3 separate regions of the Mus musculus genome follow, and regions 1 and 2 are each linked to region 3. The links are chromatin contacts, called in public Hi-C and HiChIP or PLAC-seq maps. All regions are on one chromosome and are shown on one strand. Each heading gives the region's core, a stretch centred on a gene start, on an enhancer-like site or on the middle of the called end of the contact. The rest is flanking DNA. Distances are from core to core; before and after follow the strand shown. Region 1 has its middle 72 kb from the start of Gm32142. Region 2 has its middle 7.3 kb from the start of Gm39606. Region 3 has its middle 87 kb from the start of Gm39602.

Evidence for each region. A called contact is a pair of places that touch in the nucleus more often than the background predicts. HiChIP or PLAC-seq counts read pairs in DNA pulled down with a chosen protein or histone mark.
Region 1: an H3K4me3 HiChIP or PLAC-seq map of embryonic stem cells shows a contact between it and region 3, with 3 times the contacts expected there. The contact joins two enhancer-like sites. A contact is called at or near these places in 1 of 39 promoter capture datasets (hippocampal neurons) and 3 of 115 datasets of contacts at active chromatin or transcription factors (embryonic stem cells, microglia and pancreatic cancer cells).
Region 2: a Hi-C map of the N1E-115 cell line shows a contact between it and region 3, with 4 times the contacts expected there. The contact joins two enhancer-like sites. A contact is called at or near these places in 9 of 484 Hi-C or Micro-C datasets (the C2C12 cell line, the G1E-ER4 cell line, the N1E-115 cell line and 3 more), 1 of 115 datasets of contacts at active chromatin or transcription factors (embryonic stem cells) and 1 of 9 other capture datasets (embryonic stem cells).

The regions. Positions count from the first base shown.
Region 1 is chr11:20,548,125-20,551,722 of GRCm38.p6, forward strand. It overlaps a transcript of Sertad2 not described here. Among named protein-coding and RNA genes, the nearest start is that of Gm32142, 72 kb to the left of the region's middle. Within about 2 kb of position 1,452, at least 8 of the 459 cell types and tissues checked have an H3K27ac peak or open chromatin away from gene starts, as enhancers often do. A contact at or near this core is called in embryonic stem cells, where this site is marked.
Region 2 is chr11:20,443,815-20,447,793 of GRCm38.p6, forward strand. It overlaps the pseudogene Gm12034. Among named protein-coding and RNA genes, the nearest start is that of Gm39606, 7.3 kb to the right of the region's middle. Within about 2 kb of position 2,282, at least 35 of the 459 cell types and tissues checked have an H3K27ac peak or open chromatin away from gene starts, as enhancers often do. A contact at or near this core is called in the N1E-115 cell line, where this site is marked.
Region 3 is chr11:19,827,858-19,831,625 of GRCm38.p6, forward strand. No RefSeq gene overlaps it. Among named protein-coding and RNA genes, the nearest start is that of Gm39602, 87 kb to the left of the region's middle. Within about 2 kb of position 1,939, at least 77 of the 459 cell types and tissues checked have an H3K27ac peak or open chromatin away from gene starts, as enhancers often do. A contact at or near this core is called in the N1E-115 cell line and embryonic stem cells, where this site is marked.

The sequences.
Region 1 (3,598 bases), core at 202-2,701, 720 kb after region 3:
TCGTTTACGGAAACTGGTTATTTTACTTGTCAGTACAATGTAGCTTGGTTACTGAGCCCTCTGAAGTTATAAAATGCATGAATTAAAAGAAGCATCTTCATTTACAAAATCAGGAGTGTGGCTGAGTTTTATAACGTAAAGCCTTCTTGAGGTCTAAGCTCACGAGGTAGCTCCTGTAACCAGCTAAGTCCGTGTATACGATCCCTTGTTTGATCAAATGATGCTACGTGGTTTTGTTGGCCATATAGCATTTTCATTGACTAAAATAATCAAATTTTAGAAAATGTCCTTCTTTATAGACAGAACCAGTTCTCATGGGCCAGGCAGCGCTGAAACCTGTGGCCTCCTGCTTTGGCCTTCTGAGTGTGGATCATGGCCAAGTGGCCACGTCTTGCTGTTTGTGTAGTTTTTCTTTTACTTCTTTGTGTAGCCTTGGGTGGCCTGGTACTTACACTGTGGACCACACCTATCTTGAGCTAATGGCAGTTCTTCTTGTTTTATCCTTTAAAATGCTCTGGTTACAAGCATGGGCCACTGTGTCTGACTTTGAAATATCGTTTTGTTATGTTTTGTTTCTTTTTGAGATGGGGTTTCTTTCTGAAGACCATGCTGGCATCAAACTCAGAGATTCATCTGTCTCTGCCTCTCAAGTACTGAGATTAAAGGTGTGTGGTATCCTGCCTGGCTTTAAAATATGTTTTTAAGGGTTGGAGAGATGGCTCAGTGATTAAGAACACTAGTTGCTCTTCTACAGGACCTGAGTTCAATTCCTGGCACTGACAAGATGGCTCACAACCATCCATATCTTCAATTCTCAGGGATCCGTAGTCGTCGTCTAATTGCCTTTGTTCATGCAAGCACACAGGTAAATGTGCAGGCAAAACAGTCACATAAAATAAAAAAATAAATCTTAAAAAAAAGTATTGAGCCCCATTCAATCCCTAATATCACTCCTTACCCAAAAAAGAAAAACAAACAAACAAACAAACTGTAACAGTAGACCCAGGCTTGGTGGGGAGACATGGCTCAGCAGTTAAGAGGACTGACTGCTCTTCCAGAGTAGCTGAGGTTCAGTTCTCAACACTCACATGGCAGCTCATTCCCGTCTATAACTCTGGTTCCAGGGCATCTGACACTCTCACACAAACATACGTTCAGGCAAAAACATTAATAAACATATAGTAAAAATAAATTATATACACACAAACACACATACACAGAGCCAGGCTTAAGATTTCTTGTCAAAACAAACAAAAGCAGAGAAAAACTTAAAAAGAAAGTCAAAGAAAAATTCATGCATTATTTCCTTTTAAAGGGAGCTTGGCTTTGGGACCCTCTTTTGTAGTCATTCATGTTGTAGTGTCTGAATGCAGTAGAATATACTCACTCAGAGTAGCGTGGCTTGAAGGATTGGCTTTATCCCATTTACTTCCTTTTATTTAGGGAGATGGACAAGGGTGTGTACTGAAAGGCTATACTTTAAAGATCACCCTTCATGGCCTCTAAAAATGAACAGTGAGCCTTCACCATTGTCTTTGTTGTTGGTTTTCTTTGTGTTTTGCTTTAAGACTGTGTCTCATGTGATCCAGTTTGGCCTTGAACTCTTGATCCTCCTGCCACCTTAGGATTGCAGGACTATAGGATTTAAGAACCTTTAAAAATTAGAAGGTAAAACCCGGCACTTGGGGGCCAGAGGCAGGTGGATCTCTGAGTTTGAGGCCAGGCTGGTCTACAGAGAGAGTTCTAGGACAGCCAGGGCTACACAGGTCAAACAAAGAAACAAATAAAATAAATACATTAGAAGGTGGCTAGGTGTGGTGGCATGTGTCTTCAGACCTAGCCTTGGCAAGGGGAGGGAGGAGGATGAAAAGTTCAGTTACCTGGTGTGTTCAAGGTCGGTCTGGGCCTCAAGAGAGTCTGTCCCAAAAAATAGGCTCAGAGTTTGCCTGTTATATAAATTTGTTAGAATTCAGCCTTACTCTTTCTTTAATTATTAGCAATTATGGCAGCCTTATGATAATGTTCAACTTTCAATGCGAACCTGAAATGTTGGTGGCCTCATAATAGGACCTATTTAAACAAATGAATCCTACACAGAAATGTCTAATCAGTTTTGAAGATAGAGAGTACTGATCTCTCGAGTGTGAGTTTTTTTATGCATAAATGCTTTTCTGACTGCTGGGACTGAACTATGTACTCTGCGCATGCTCAACACAGGCGCTGCCACTGAACTACAGCCCCCACCCCCCACAAAAGAAGCAACTCTTTTTGTTTTAGGATTTATTTTTAATTACCATGTGTGTTACTTTAGGTGTGTGCACGGAGGCTAGAAGCCTGGAGCTGGAGTTCAGGTGGTTAGGAACTGATTGACACGGTACTGGGAACTTATTTGTTCTGAACTGTTGAGCCGTCTCTCCAGCCTGCTCCCAGGAATCAACTTAAAAAACAAAACAAAACACCCAACGACTTACCTGTTTGTTCAGTCGCCACTGAACTGAAACAGCAGCTTGATTCATTCCCTGCTTTTGAATTTTTTTAGGATGATTTGTGTGATAGTGTGAGTAAGCCTTTAACACTGAATGCTTACTTTTAATATATCAAATAATCAAAATATCCCACCTTTTAAGTATGGTTTCCCACAAGTCTTTGTTGAAAAGTTGTTTTCAATTTTCTTACTATTTCTGAATGATTACACTCATTTGTGTGTGTGTGCATGTGTGTGCGTGTACATACATGTGCATGTGTGCATATGCATGTGCTTGTGACATCTTTCTGAGTTTTTTTCTTGACCATATTAATTTTTCCTTCAGCGCTCTGTGCGTTTGCCGATGTAGACCATGTAGAGATAAAGCTTTCTCTTATTTTAGACTGCTATATTGGACCAATGGAGAAGCCTTTTCTATAGAAAGATTTTCTTTGTTTTATAGAAAGATAAGCATTGATCATCTCACCTGCAGTTTACCTAAAGTTTAAAGACCACACTGTAAACCTAAGACATGGCTCAAAGTACTCGAGAGAGACGGCAACAGAAAAAATATTAACATCTTTATTATTTACTGAATATTTTTGGGGGGTGTGTGTGTGGTACAGCCTTTTTTTTCCCCCTCTGTTGATGTCACTGTAAAGTGTCTCAGACATGGACTTTGTTTTGCTCCATGCCAAGTGATTGCTGAATTTATAAGGAGCTTTCTTTTCTAAGTGGTGACTGTCCCAACCACATTGAGGGCGACTTTCCTGAGAAAGTCACAGCACGGGAAGCAACAGCTCCTTTTGTTTTGTTTTTAAACTCTTGAAATGGTGTTGGGACATCAGACCTCAGCCACAGTGAAGTTTTCCAGACTCACGTTGTTGCATGATTAATGTCCCTGTTGAAGTCATATCGGCATTACTGTCTTCATTGGCTTTAATTCAAATGAAATGTCCCCTTTGGGTTAACTGTTGTTTGGATTTTTTTTACCTAGAAAAATCAGAACATAAAAGTGAATGCTTTTTTCTTTCTTTGTGATGCTGAAAACCAGCCCATAAGCATAAACAGCAGATGCCCTACCACCGAGCTATACCTCCAGACCCAAATATGTATTTCAAAGTACTATGTCCA
Region 2 (3,979 bases), core at 1,032-3,531, 620 kb after region 3:
AGCTAGGATGCCAGCACGGACTGTGATGTGTGTAACAGGTACTGGAGATACTGAGGGAGCCTGGAGGCCATGCTTTTTTGTTGCTAACAGACACCACAGGTAGTCACGGTCCTTTCTGCCAGTGATAAGGGAAATGGCTCAGTTTGGTTCCATAGAAGGGCACCAGTTCCCGAGGAATGCTACCTTTTGTCTAACTGCCAGAACAATGTGGGGAAGCGGAGTTTCCTTTGGACCTGACAGTTTGTAGTTTCTTAAAAACACGGATTGAAAGGGGAAGCTAATGCTTTTGCTTAGAGTTCAGGTCTAAGTTGTGCCTGAAAGTGACAGGTGAAAGGAGACACTGGAAGAACATCTGTAGGGAAGTCATGCTTTGAGGGTTACCATGGAAACCATAGGTCTTAGCTGGGTTTGCTTGTAAGGTAGGGGCGATTCCTTCTAGTAAGCTTTGTAGGAAAGCCCCCAGGCTAGTGCCTGGGATTCGCTTTGCCTCTGAACTTCCCTTCCCATTTCAACAGTGAGATTGGTTTAAGGATATTCTTGTTTGGAGTTTCTAGGACTCCGTTTATGGGCCACTTGTTTTCTGTTGAGCCCATGTAAACCAGCAGACTTACTCTGAGGAATTCTGAGATATTGTATCCTTCAAATAACCAATGTCCAGGGTTCTCTGTCTGTCAGAGCCCACTAGCAGGGTTCTCGCTATGGAGCCCACTAGCAGGAAGTAGGATTGTGGCGGGACCCCACTCAAGAGGCACCGCATAAGGTATACTCTGCTCTCCATTTCACTCAGCGGAGATCACCAAAGAGCCCCAAACATAAATGTTTACCATGACCCTTTCCAGGGACACCTTACTTTCACGGAAGCACATTGTTACACATTCGATTTTCTTAGTAGCCCTGGTTGCTAACCACTCAGTGTGTTTAACTTGTTAATTTGTAAATTAAACTTTGTCCTGAGGATATATGCATAAAGAAAAGAACACAGCTTATATAATTGGGAATTGTAAGTGTTCTTGCTCAGTTCGAAGGGCACCCTGAAACACAGAAGTCCAGGAACCACCCCGCTCTGAGGGGAGGCCTCCTCAGCAGAGGCCTCGCAGTCCGGGGAGGGTATCCCCAGCTGAGCTGAGGAGCCCGGAGTCAGGAGCCTCAGCCCCGCTCCACCTCTTCAGTTCCTCCCATCTTTGTTGCTTCTTGGACTCTTCTGATGAGAGAGTCCCATCAGGCAGCAAATCTCATATTAAAAAAAAAAAAAAAAAAGATTTCTTACAGGGTCCAGGGCATGGAGGGATGAGTCCAGCAGGGAATTGAACAAAGGGCAGGGCTTTCCTAATGGAAGGGCGGGGGGGGGGGGGGGGGGGAGGCACCGTTTTCGCCACAGGATTTCTTAGGGGGCGGGGCTTTTCAGGGCAGAGATTTCCAGATCGAGAACTGGTTGGATTTCAAGTGCTGAGCTTTGGGATTGGTGGGTTTTGTGGAAAGCTCAGGGATCCGCGGTTTTCTTTTGACCCCCTTTTCCCTGTATCAGGCTCATGGGTGGGGATGGGAAGTCCTTCCCGGCCACAGGCCGATTTGGCTGAGGTGCTATCACTGCTAACCTCCTTGGGGAGGCTGCAGAGAAGGTGTTGCCACTGTAGACAGCTCCAGAGGTGGTATTTCACAAAGGCTGTAGGCTGAGGAGATACACTGCTTTGATAGGTGCCACCATTATGACAGATGCTGTCGTTTTGACAGCTGTGGTGGTATCTTATGGTGGCCTCAGGCTGGAGCCGCTGCTTTAACAGCTCTCCTGCTGCTCGGGGGTTACAGGGATCTCAAAATATATCGCTTTCTCTTTCCCCTGTTTTCTCCTCCCCATCTTTCCCTTTCCCTGCTCTGGTGACTGAACCCAGGGCTTTCAGCACACTAGGCAAACCCTCTGTCTCACTGTCACATGCCCTAGTCAAAGGCAAGACTCCTAACCCAGCTAAAGGGCAGGTTCAGAGCCAGGAACGATCGGTAATTAACTACGAAGAGATAAATATGCAGAAAAATATTATCATTCACCCTCACCTAGAAGAGGCCATCGGGCTGGGTGCGATCAACATCCAGCTACTTGAGGGGAAAAAGACTAGGGGCATGTGACAGTGAGACAGAGGATTTGCCTAGTGTGCTGAAAGCCCTGGACTTTCACCAGCGCGGGGAAAGAGGGAAAGATGGGGAGGAGAAAACAGGGGAAAGAGAGAGCGATATATTTTGAGATCCCATGTATGGGGGCTACCTGCCACCAGGGGGCAGATGAGGGCTGGTCCTGGAGATCGGCCACTGGAAGAGGGAGAGGAGATGTCTGTACCTCCTCTCCCCTCAGTGTGTGCTGGAAGATAGCAGTTACAGGCATCTCTTACCTCGTGTGCAGGCCTGCCCTGTCAAGAACTTCAAAACCAGAGGTCCTCAGAGGGCAGGCGCTGTGGTCTGGACGCTGGCTTTTCCAGCTGTGGAAGCTAGCTCATTCTCACAGGTGAGTGAGTTCCTCGCCAGTAGAGATCAGAGGAAATGAGACAACGTTGCTCAGGAACCCTTTATACCAGTGTTCTCAGCCTTCCTAAGACTGTGGCCCTTTCCGCGTTCGCACCAAGACCGTGAAGAAGGCTGCCCGGATCATCATCGAGAAGTACTACACGCGTCTGGGTAATGACTTCCACACCAACAAGCGCGTGTGCGAGGAGATCGCCATTATCCCCAGCAAGAAGCTTCGGAACGAGATAGCCGGATACGTCACGCATCTGATGAAGCGGATTCAGAGAGGTCCTGTGAGAGGCATCTCTATTAAGTTGCAGGAAGGAGAGAGAGAGAGGAGAGATAATTACGTTCCTGAGGTCTCAGCCCTAGATCAGGAGATCATTGAGGTGGATCCCGACACCAAGGAGATGCTGAAGCTTCTGGACTTTGGCAGTCTCTCTAACCTTCAGGTCACTCAGCCTACAGTTGGCATGAATTTCAAAACACGTGGAGCTGTTTAATCTGTTATGCCATATTTTCAATAAACCTGAAAACAAGAAAAAAAAAAAGACTGTGGCCCTTTAATACAGTTCCTCACGTTGTGGTGACCCCAACCATAAAATTGTTTTTATTGCTACTTCATAACTGTAATTTTTCTACTGTTATGAATCATAATGTAAATATCTGTGTCTTAGGCAGTTCCTATGAAAGTTTGACCCCCAGGGGGTCACGACCCATGGTTAAGAACCACTATCTTATACTCAAACATCACCCAGAAGAACCTCCAAGAGGATTTTTCTGTCTATGTGGGTTGTACCTCTGAACATTTACCAATTTAGGAGTGAAAACTAAGAATCTAGAAGATGGTTACTTCTTATAATAATAAAACCACTACACGTGGGTTTATTTAGAAAAATATAGTTTGTGAAACAAAAAAAAATGTTAAGTATGGTACTATTTTACATTTCTGCCATTTATTTGTTTGTTTGTTTGTTTTTACTGTTTAGCTCAATGAAAGACAGATGGAGTCTCCTGTTTGCTTCTGCATTTGTGTCTGCTGTAATATCGACTGCATTTCCCAAAGCACTTAGCTTTCTTCCCATAAGGGGAACACAAGAGTGGAGAGAGTAAGTGCATCTTTTTATGAAATAGTTTTGACCTCACACACCTTTGCCCCTTTTTCTATTAAGTGGATTGTAAAGGGCACCCAGTATTATTTCTGGATAAGAACTGAAATGCTGTTTTATATGGGAAAGGGGTACAATTAGTGGAGACTTAGGACCAAGGGCTGAGAGCCAGCCTGCCCTGAAGTTTAACCACCATGAGAAATGTAGCCTACATAGCCGGGGTGCTAGATAGCAGGGTAGGGAGTAGACTCGGGGGTGCAGGTCAAGGACGGGTCCTTGTACACTGTGAGTGCGGGAATACTTTCAGAGTCTTGAGCAGCAGCTGCTGCACATGAGGAGAATAAGTCCTTTGGGCAAGTTTTGTTTGTATGTATGAT
Region 3 (3,768 bases), core at 689-3,188:
GCTCCCCCGCCCCTCAACTGCTCCCCCACCCCCAGTAGCTCTCCCATCCCCAGCAGATCCCTACCCCCACTACTCGCCCATCCCCAGCGGCTCCCCCACTCCCACGCACTCCCCCACCCCCACGCACTACGCCGAGCCGCCCCTACCCGGACGCCAAGCCACACTCATCCCACTTTCTCCATCCTTCCCCACCCAGAACATTCTTAAGACCTTGTTCCCATGAAGACAATCTCCTTCCCATACCCACCCTGTTTCCCAAGGGGAAGGCTCCTCACTCTCCCACACTCCTGGGGCCCAGGGCAGGAAATAGCAGCGACTGCTTCCTGTTCCCAGTTGCTGCTCCTAGGACATCAATCTTCCTTCCTCGGCACTGTCTTTGACACCCCTGACAGCGCCGTGGCCAAAGTTCCTTTTGAACTTCATATTGACCGGCGTCTCCTGACTCCCATATATGGAGAACATGAAGCCTTGGGCTCACAGTTCCCTCTCACCAGGGCTTTCTACCACACCCCGCACCGCACATTTCTGGCCTCGCCCAGACCTGTACCACCTAGTGAACTTCTCCGCCACTGGCATCATGAGCTGGTGGACCCTCTTGCCCACTGACCTCTCTCCTTCCTTACCTCCATCATCCTCGCTCTCTGCCCTTACCTCTAGTCCCACCAGGAAATGGACAGGGAGCCTGCCTGCCTTGTCACTCCACATCCTCTCTGACCCTAGAGTAGTGGGCCTTGGCTGGCTGTGACCACCATTGGCCCTCTTCCTGACTTCCCACTTTGCTCTAAAGTTTGGTTTTCATCTGAACATCACTTACTACATCATTTGCTTTCTTTAAACACATACACTTCATAATTCCATTAAATACATCAGAGAGCTGACACAGCCCCCTCTGCCTCTGGTCCTCCTTCTCCACTGAGGTTTTGTTTGTTTTGTTTCTGGTGTTTTGTTTTGTTTTGTTTTGTTTTGTTTTGTTTTGTTTTGTTTTGTTTTGTTTTGTTTTGTTTTAATCCTGTTAGCCCATTGTTGAGAGTTGATCTCGTCTTGGTTGTCTTTGCTCTCTGCTTCCTCCTTCTGACCTCCTGTCTCCACTGACCCCTGGGGGCCTGCCTCACTATCCACTGAAATTGCTGGCACAGGATGTCCCTTGTAATGTTAGGAACTGCAGGGCTCTGGACACTCTGGGCCTCTTCGATGACCACGTGACATTTGCGACTATTGTCCTTCCTCACTCCAAGCACCAACCCTCAAGCTTCCAGGGCTCCCCGACGGGTAGCTGGGCTGGAATGTGCCCACTCACAGTTCTGCAGACTTCACATCCCAGAGGCGTGGCATGCCCTCCGCAGCCTAGCACACAGGCAGGGTCCTTCCTGCCCACATCTAAGTAGGGTGCTCTATTTCCCTGGAACATCCTTTCTCATTCTTGAAACTCAGCCCAGAATTTCATTATGGGAAGCTTTCCCTGAAACCCTAGGGTCAAGCAGGGGACCCACGACACAGCTGCTGCCTGGAGGCCTGGAGCTCTGGTCAGCCAATGAAGTGGTAAGAAGTGACTCCAAGTGGCCGCAGGCTAGGCTGCAGAGTTGACCTCCAGGTATCTACTCCTTCAAAGTCCTTCCCCAGCAGGCCCTCTTCCTCCACCTGGCTAAACCTGACTGCGGGTCATCAGGCCTCTCCCACACCTCCTCATTCCCCATTCCCCTGCCCACTGCCCATTATCAGCCACCTCCTTCTCTCCTGCATCCATGCGCCTCTCTGCCTGCCTGCACATGATCCAGCCCTGGCATCCACCCACCCCAAAGGAGCTCGTTCCTCAGCTGGAGGCTTGCAGGCACAGCACCGCAGTGGCATTTAGGCAGGGAGAAGCTGGGGAAGGCCCCTACAGCCCCTGGAAGGCATTCTGGGCTGACACACCCAAAGCAGGGAGGCAGGGCCCTGTCTCAGCAGGGAGCTGAGAGGACAGATCATCCTCACAGGCAGCTGCCGGCAGCTAACCAGAGAGCTCAGCTTGTTCACATTATCACTTCCTCTAGAATGCCTCCTCTCCCACAGAATCATGACAGAATTGCCTCATGGTGCCTGGGGGACTCAACGGGGGTCTTTCTGGAGTAAGTGACCTCCACACTAAGTCGGGAGGCAGATGGATCTTGGGTACTCGTGAGTGCCACTATCATGAGCTGTCCTAGTACTTAGAAATATTTCTGCCTCTTTACCATCTAAACAAAAGAGCAGGAACCTGTAACCCCAGCAGGCAGGCAGGAAGGAGGGAGGGGCATCTTCTACTGCCTACCTAGGTTGAGACTACCCTGGACTACAAGAGGCCAAGTATTGAAAGAAAACTAAGACAAAAACAACCTAGAGACCACAAAAGAGAATGTCAGACAGGTGAGCAAGAACACCTCCCCCACCTCACGCCCCCACGGGCCTTTTGAGAGAAAAAGCCTGAGACCTCAACCAATCTCCCTGAGCACACAGTCTCTTCGATTTGGCAGAGAGGCCTGGAAGCCCTCTAGGGCTGCTGGATGGCTTAAGTAGAACACCTGACAGGAAATGAGCTAGAGACATGGGGTCCCATGCTCCTGCCCAGGCAGCCCCATGATGCTAAGGTGGGACCAAGCTATACTGGGGATCCCTGGTCGGAGGGAACTCTGGCATCCCCTTTGCGTCTCCCAATTGTGAGACGACAGAGGGAGGAGAAAGATCCCTATGGGGTTTGGTTTTGGGAATTTCCCCTCACAGGAACATTTACTGCGGTTGAGCTGAACAAGTGGCTGACGCTTGTTGGTTCACTACCTGCACATTCCGTTTATAAGTCTTACAACCCCCCTCCAGTGGACCGTCCTTTTTACCTTATCCAGCAAAATGCAACACTTCCTCAGACGCTGGTTTACAGACCACATCGCTTGGGTCTATTTCAGTGAAACACTGCTTTGGGATTCTACACCCTTTTCTTCTCGTGTCTTCTCCATGCTGTCCACGAGAGGGAGCCAGCGCGCCTGTTTGTGCCTCTGCTTATAGCGCTGGCTACCAAACAGGCGAAGTAGCTGAGCTCAAACTAATAATCCAGTATTTTCGGAACTCTGGTGAACAGAAATTCTGGAGAACCCTGGAATCTTTGGCAACTTGTTTTAACACAATAGAAATTTGGCAAACATGAAAAGACTTTCAGATCTTTGCCGTCTTGGTTTTCTGTTGTGGGGGTTGGGGGAGGGGTTGGTAGTGGTGGTAATGCTTGATTTAATTTTTTTTTTCCTCTTTTTAAATTTTTTTATTTATCTTTATTTTATGTGTGTTGGTGTTTTCCCTCCATGTATGTCTGTCTGAGGGTGTCAGATCTTGGAGTTACAGACACTTATAAGCTGTCATGTGGGTGCTAGAATTTGAACTCGGGTCTTTAACCACTGAGCCATTTCTCCAGCCCTTGATTTTAGCTTTTGAGACAGTCTCACCTAGCTCAGGATGACCTCGAACTCATTACGTATCAAAGCCTGGAACCCCTGATCCTCCTGCCCCTACCCTCTAAGCCCTGGAATAACAAACACGCAATACAAGGCCAACCTGTATAAGTGTGTTTATTGATTTCTTTTATTATAAAGAGTATAAGAAAAGTAACAGATTAATTCTGTAGGAGAATTATTAGATGATTGGCATGTAGATGAAACAGTTTAAGCTATGAAATACTAGAATATAGAAATTACAATTCTCCTTTTTATAAGGCTTTGTTTGTTTGGGAGTTTTGCTGTTGTTGCTATGGCTAGCTGACTTTTCTGT